Linked DNA regions of Anas platyrhynchos: region 2 is linked to region 1. The links are chromatin contacts, called in public Hi-C maps. All regions are on one chromosome and are shown on one strand. Each heading gives the region's core, a stretch centred on a gene start, on an enhancer-like site or on the middle of the called end of the contact. The rest is flanking DNA. Distances are from core to core; before and after follow the strand shown.

What was found. A called contact is a pair of places that touch in the nucleus more often than the background predicts.
Region 2: a contact with region 1 is called in a Hi-C map of subcutaneous adipose tissue, with 3 times the contacts expected there. The contact joins two enhancer-like sites. A contact is called at or near these places in 3 of 8 Hi-C or Micro-C datasets (liver, skeletal muscle and subcutaneous adipose tissue).

The regions. Positions count from the first base shown.
Region 1 is chr3:48,949,521-48,953,138 of IASCAAS_PekinDuck_T2T, reverse strand. All of the region lies in intron 5 of QKI (QKI, KH domain containing RNA binding), which reads left to right. Among named protein-coding and RNA genes, the nearest start is that of QKI, 140 kb to the left of the region's middle. Within about 2 kb of position 2,103, at least 2 of the 8 cell types and tissues checked have an H3K27ac peak or open chromatin away from gene starts, as enhancers often do. A contact at or near this core is called in subcutaneous adipose tissue, where this site is marked.
Region 2 is chr3:49,087,224-49,091,228 of IASCAAS_PekinDuck_T2T, reverse strand. All of the region lies in intron 1 of QKI (QKI, KH domain containing RNA binding), which reads left to right. Among named protein-coding and RNA genes, the nearest start is that of QKI, 6.3 kb to the left of the region's middle. Within about 2 kb of position 2,483, at least 5 of the 8 cell types and tissues checked have an H3K27ac peak or open chromatin away from gene starts, as enhancers often do. A contact at or near this core is called in subcutaneous adipose tissue, where this site is marked.

The sequences.
Region 1 (3,618 bases), core at 854-3,353:
TCTATTACTATGAATGTAGGAAAAAATATTTGTTGTATTTTCCAACATAGTTACTTTAAGAGAAGAATGCACATTTTAAGGGGAAAATGCTCGTGTCCTTTATACAGAAAGACTCAGAGCTTTCCCTGCCAGCATTAGTAATGAGAATCAGGATACGTTTTGAGACTTAGCTGGTAAGAACCGTGAGGCTCAAGCAGCTCTATCAGGATGAGGAATCTCTGCTATCACTGAGTGGATTGTTTGGTTGGTGAATTAATTCAGCGGCAGGCACCGAAGGAGCTTCATGTGGCTCAGTGTGGGTACTCTGCAGCGTGCCCCTTGTGGATCTCTGTTCAGCAGTGTATTGGAATATACTGCTGAAATACAGTGTAAGGAATGCACTGCGTGCTTGTCTGTCTTCCAGCCTGATCCTGGGCCTCCCTATCAATGTCTTTGTGTTTTGTGTATGAATAAAAAGTTAAAATGTATGGTACTCTGAAGCACACACTGTATGCATATGAGAATCTGAGGGATTTAAGTGCCTAAAATATAATGATTTCAGAAGTATTAGTTAAACAAAAGAATTTCTCTGAGGATCTTGAGATACCAGAGGTTCAATAGGGTTGAACTCAAGCTTGGACATTGAAAATAAAATGAAGTCATTAAAAAAGTAAGAAGGCAATAGTGTCCTCTCCCGACTCTGTTTCATGATGTGAAACAAGCTCTCAGTGACAGCATTTTATTTCGTAGTGGTGCTCCTCAATTTTCTTCTAAACAGCCAGTGTTACCCAATGTAGGAGAATTGTTGCTGTAGGTGGGCATCAATATAGTGAGCATTGCATATTTTGTTTGGGATTCTTATGTTTTGGGAAGGGTTCCACAGATTCTTGTGGGATCTCCAGCGTGGGCCTCAAACCTCCTTTCAGACATAGATGTCTGTACACCTGTCCCTTCTTCACCTCAGCGAGGTGACGCTACCACTGTGTGTTTCTAGAAGGGGGCAAAGTCAAGATGGTTTTTAATATTTCATTGTGAATTTTTGTAAGAATGAAAAAAGCAACAGGGTAATTGTAAACCGTGTCAATAAAAAAAATATCTTCATTGGTTTTAATACCAGGTTAGAGCAGGCTTGGTGTAGGTGACACTAGTATTTACTAGCATTTTAAACCTTGTGACCATTAGTCCTACTCTGATAAAGATTAGGAAACCAGGTGCTCAAAATGACGGTGCTCACAGGCATTTGGTCTTTTTACTGCTGGCGCAAGTAAGGCCAAGCTGCTGTGAGGAGAAGCGAGCTGAGCTGGCCCGGTGTTGACAGGGCGGCAGCCACCCTTGTCTGCACGTAGTTGGCTTTGTTAGGATTTACTGCATCTCTTCAGTGTGCGTATTCAGAGAGCAGCTGCAAGTGCTTGCATTTAAAGAATCAGGTTTCAAGATAGCATTTTTTTTTTTTCTTAATCAGCATGTTATATTGCACATGAGAAATAGAGAGAAAGCACTGAAGATTTAAGAGGATGAGAGGATTGAGTCAATCACTTGAGCTTCAACTTAGTAATGCAAATCTGGCTTTAAGTGACCTTATTGATGTTTGCTCAAAGTAGCTTCCTTTTGGTACAAATGGCTGAGCTTTGTTGTAGCTATTGTACAGGTAATGTACTGTCCCTTTAGAGATTGCCTTTGTATCCCAGCTGCAACCTCTCTTTGCTGTAACAGCGAGTGCCTGCAGAAATGCCTGCAGCTAAGATGGATTGCATCGACGGGCCTCATTTGATCATCTGCCAGCAGTGAAGAGAGGATAGGCCACAGGGAAACGCGGGCCTGCTTCGCTATCCCATCTCATGGAAACTTGAGTTTTTGACTATGGGTGGATGACGTTCAAGTAGAGAGCTTGGTACGAGAGGTCGGAGGCCATGCCCTGGTATCTGAAGGGCTCCTAACGAGAGGTCAAAGGCCATGGCGAGGTATCTGAAGGGGGCTCCTAACAGCCTCTGTGGCCAGCGCCCTGAGGGGAGGCGGTGGCCTCAGGGTGCGAGGGGCTGCAGGAGGAGGAGCGGGGCCGGCAGGGTGCTGAGCACCATGGCTGGAGGTGGTGGCATCGAGCAACAAACAGTGCCATCTTCTGGGAGGAGCCGGCAAGATGCCCTGTGGTCAGCCATGAACAAGTTTTTGAGCGGTGGGGGTGTTGGTGTGTTTGTGTTGGTTTGCTTGCTTGCTGCGATAGGTGTTTGGAAAAAACAAATGCCAGAAGTGGAAAGGCAGCGCTAATGTCTGGCAGTGCAAGTCCACATCTTGACTCTCTGGACTATCACTGATACCGTCTTAAAAGAAATGTTTTAAGCTATGCTTTGGAGTCCGTTTAAAAGAATAAAAATTTTATCAACTGCTGAGCAGTACTCCAGAGAATTAAATTGCCAAAATTGAAGTTAAGGGCTCAGTCTTTTTTGTACTCTTAGGACTGCTATTGTTTTTGTAAACGTACTTTGTAAAATCTAAATAATTGCCACATGTTTTCTCATAGAAAGCATAGTGACCTATAGGAAAATTAAACATCCAAAATAGGAATTATAAGAATGATTACTTTGTCTTTTATTGCTTTTAAATTGCTGTAACTCCTTCCTTTGGGGATGCCAGAAGGGAAAAAAATGTTTTCTATCTTAAAGTTTTTCCTATAAATAATTACATTTGGAAAACATTTACCATGGTCTAAAATCTGGGATAACGGAGTTACTATAATTATCCTAGCAAGTGGAATGTAAGATTCAGCATTTACTGAGACTCATTAATAATGTCTCAGATCAATCACCCGAACTCTTATTTGGAGGAAGTATGCAATTTTAGTAACACTGATGGAACTATATGGGAGATGCAGGTGACATTGAGAGGAGGGCTTTTTTTTTATGGTTACATGCTTTCTGTTAAATAAATAAACAAGCAAAAAGCCAATAGCAAAGAATAACCATTAGTAACCATTAGGGGTGGAGGGGAAAAGTGGGATCAATGTATTAAAAATCTTTATTGCTAAAATAAATTAGGAGAAATGAAGTTATATCTAGAATGACAAAAGTCTTTAAGTTCTGGATAGAAAAATAGATTTGGAATTGCTTTTATTGCATCATAGTTGACAACACAGTATAGATAATTTACCAGTGATGATGCAGTGGAATAAGAAATTCTTTAAAATGAATAAATAAAATCCTCTGCATATAAATTCCAACTCTGTTCTGAGACTGTCATATTAAGCATGCTATAATCAGTACATTTTGTATTCCAGAGAGTCTAATTTTCATGATTGTGGAATCTGAGGTATCTGGATAGAACAGTATTTAACTGCACAGTTAATTTGTAGTTAAAATGCTAATTGAATATGCATTTACTTTTTCACTATTAGGGTTAGTTTGGTCTGTCATACAGTATTTAATAGATAAAGAAAATAATGTCTAACTCTTCGAGTATATTCTGTATGTTTAACAACAATGTCAATTGTTAGTTTTTAATCTGTTTAGGTAAATCCTCAGTATTACAGTTAGGACTTCCATTTCTGGCATCTGGAAGTGATTTAGTCTTGACCCATCTTACTGGGTTGACTAGTAGTTTATTTGCTTAAATGCAATTTTAAGACTTTTTTTTTTTGTTTTGCAA
Region 2 (4,005 bases), core at 1,234-3,733, 140 kb before region 1:
GGTTTTCTCGAACCTATAGGTGGTCAGAATGTTGTACTTGGTTGGGACGGACACAGATTGTTTTAAAAAAAAGCCAGGGCCACATATTCAAAGGCTGTGACATAGGAAGAATGAATTCCTGATAAAGGCTCTTTAAATGGCACCTCAAAAACTTCTGCGCTCCTGTCAGACCCGCACTGAAGGTGACTCAAAAGTTGCCTTCCTTTGAACGCGAGTTAAGCCGTGCATCTAGCTCTTGGGGATGGACCTGATTTAATGGCAGATAGGCAACCTGTTCTCAAATACCAGTTCCAACAAAACATCCAGGTAGGGGTTAAGGAGCATACCTTTTTCTTGGATGCTGCTCTCAGTTCTCGGTGCTCTGCTTGCTGAGAAAAATACATGTGGGCTCTCACAGCCCAGCGCCTAACGCAGCGATTTCATGTCAGCCTTGTTGTCTTACCTAAAATGTCTGCGTGAGTAAGGACTGAAGAAGTGGCTTTGACTGTTGGAAATAAGTTCTCCCCTGGAAGTTATCTAGTTACTTTTGTGCATGACCGTATTGTTTGTGATTATGTAAATGCAGCCTGTGTTTAGCTAGGGTTTTGCTGACGCTTCAGGTTTGAAGAAGGGGCACTGGGTACATTAGCATGACTTTTTTCCCTTTGTATCAAATTGTTCAATAAAAAAGGAAAGAAACACTATTTCCGTACAAATCATGCCTTTAACACAAAGTTAAGAGATGTGCATTGTTGGTATAAAAACCTTACAATAGGCTTTTGCCCAGAGAGTCTCAGGCTGATTTCTAAACTTTAATCGTAATGTTAATGTTGTACTAAAAAAGAATGAGACGAGATAAGTATTGTTCTTTGTGCTGCTTATCAACATTGTTTTTTGAATCTGGTTCTTTAGTCATCTTTAAATCTTACTTTCAAATTTATGATCGTCTCATAACATGCTTATAAAACTTCCAGAACTTGTTTTTCCAAAGCTTCAGAAGAGTTGTTCTAAGGCGTGTTGTTTTTTCTTTTTTTTTTTTCTTTTTGTTGTCATTCTGTGACAGCCTCTTACAATGTCAAAACCAAAGCTTGCATTACACTTAGCTAAAAAAATAATTTTTCCTTAGAAAAAATGTTAAGAGCTTTTATTCCCCCTTATTGTCCCCCTCAGTACAGTTTTTTGAAGTTATTTTTGGAGATGCATCTGTAGCATTTACACAATTGCAGTCACCTGGTGTGCAACTTTTCTTAAAAAGATGGATGTTGTTTTGACTGATAAAAATTTGAAGTTTAATAAAGCAATTGTTTTAAAGCTTGTGTTTTGCAAGCAGTTTGTTCACCGTTGCTTACTAGATTATTAAAGATTCATTATTGCTATTTTTTAAGAGAAACCTCAGTAGACCTAGAGTACTGCACAGGAGCTGCTGATTATTTTGCCTTTAAAACAGGAGAAACCTGTATGAATTCTTTTCATCATTTTTGTTTATTGTTACTTGTTCCTTAAGGTTGGAATTGAGTTGGTACTTTACTCATCTGAAATAGTAGGTGATATTTTCCAATTTTTTTTAATTAAAAGCCTTCCGTTTGTCCCAGAAACAACTGATGAGTGCGGGTTAGGTTAGGGACTGGTACATGGCTGTTTCGTACCTCATAAAGAAAAAGTGAAAATGTGTTGGTTAATGTTACAGCAAAGTGCAAGAAAACAACTGAAAAGCACTTTAAAAAAGCACTTGGAATGTCTTAATTATGAAAATTAGGTTCATGTGCGTCAGAAGAGAAATGCACAAGCCAGAAAAATGTAGCTGGCGTTCGGTGAATGCTGTGTGCGTGGAGGGGAGGCCAGGTAGGAAAGGAAGAGCTCCTTCCGTAGCTCAGTAACTCCTTTTTACCAGCTTGGCTCTTTCAGCCCTCCTTAAATTGAAACTTTCCTCCCCCGAGTACACTAAATAATGACACATCAGGAATGGGATGCTGCCTGAAACTCTACGAGCTCTGTAGAATTTGCTAGAAAGTGAGTCCCTGGCATTGGCTGTAACCAGCGCCTGTAACCTTCAAGCGCTGTCCTTCAGGGAGGCGTGTGGCAGCTCCCAGCCCTGCACCCATGGGTGCTGTTGGGTTGCCCGGCCCCTGCTGCTGGGACACCCCGGGCCCACAGCAGGGCCGCAGCCTGGTGACTTGTGGGTGTGGGACATGGTGAGGTAATGAAATGCCCTCGCCTGCTGGCCCTCAGCAATATTAAAACCCCACTTGCAACTTTTCGTGGAGGTTGCCTGGATTTTTCTGTGTTGATTTTAATCAAAATGCACATTAAGAAAACTTTCTTTTGGTTTTGACATTTTCTCGCAACTTCAGTGACACGGTGCTGGACACGGTGCCGGTGTTTTTAGCCTCGATGTGCCTAATGGGATGGGTTAGGTCGGGCGGTAGAAGCGCTGTACGAGACATGTCTGCGGTTTTGTAGCAGGATCTCGGTCTACGAGGCACTCTGGAGCTGCTCCTTGGGTTTCGAAACAGACAGCTGTAATGTCTGTAAGCTGAATCAGATCCCTTTGCTCTGACGAGGCAGAGTGGTGTGGCTGAAAGTGAAGCAATGTTATTTTCTCTGCTTTTGACTTGAGAAAATACCCAGAGACGCCATGTGCAGGGCAGTTACAATAATTTTAGGGATTGCGTGGATTTTTTTTGGCTGTTTTTCTTGGAAAATATTAATACAAGCAGAGTTAGTTTTTCAGTAGCAGAACTTAGAGTTTTGAAACAATCGATACTTGAACGGGCAAAGCCACCAGGACAGCCTTGAGAAATAATACCCAGCTTCGTTAGCAGAGCTTGCCCCTTGACTGTATTACTCGTGTTTCCACTAGAAACTTGTCCAAGGAGAGCAAGGAGCTGGTGCACGTTACAGCTCTTCTGTCCAGGCAGTTGCATGGCCGAGCGCTGACAGGCACGCTGCCGGTTTCACGGGCACCTCTTCGTGCTCGGAATCAGCGTGGTTATGCAAACAGGTGTGGGAGTGGGTTTTTTAATTCTCAAATTTTAAAATACCGAGCAACAATTGATAACTACTTCAAATACTTTTCATTCGAGAGCTGATTTTTGTGATGATTCACCTTCCCAAATACTCCTGACTGCTTTGCAGCTGCACCTATTTTTACTCCCTGCAGCAGGGGATTAGATAAGAGGTTGTGTGTTTCCAGCACAAGGGTGTACCCAGAAGTGCTTCAATACTTTGTAACTTCATTGCGGTGCTGCAGGAAGTGCATGGGCTGGGAGCATCCTCAAGATAGCGGTTTGGAAAGGGAATAAGCCATGAAGCGATTTGTGTAATGCCTGACAGACATTGGAGGGTATTAACAGGGGGACAGTTAATGCTTATAATGGTATATAACTTTGGAAATGTTAACACTTTATTTAAGGCTGGATTCAAAAAGGAGAAAATCGAACCTGACGAACATTAAAGCCTTGTTGCTTCTCTGGGAAGTTGCGCTGAGATGGTTTTGACGGGTAACACATCAGGAGGGCAGCTGACGTGGGAGGGGAGGCAGGGGAAGATAACGCAGCATTGTGCACCCTTATCTGGTGGATTGGTGCCTGGCTTAAAAGGTCAGTTGTCACCCTGGACTGGTCAGGGCTTTTTGAGTTTGTTTTCCTACGTTGCTGGCTAGGTTTTCCGAGGGATTGGAGCTATGATTGAGCTCACCATATGGGATCTCAGAATAGTTGTGTTGGCACAATGGCTGGGGTGGCTCAGGGCTGAAGATAGAGAGCAGAGGCTTGGGGAGAGAAGTACGTTTGTTTAAACATTTACTTTAAAGTCAGAAAGTCCTAATTGGACATCAACCGATTGTGTATCTGGTCCATTCAAAGTTTTAAGGAGAAGACTATTTTCAGGCTAGCTGACACTAGATGGAAGCCAGACTTTGCTGAATTGTTTAAATCCTTCGACGATTGAAATAACAAACGTTATTGTTTTGATTGCTTAATTCAGATTAAAGAACTGCTTTAGAAATTGCTAACTTCTGCTTGGTGG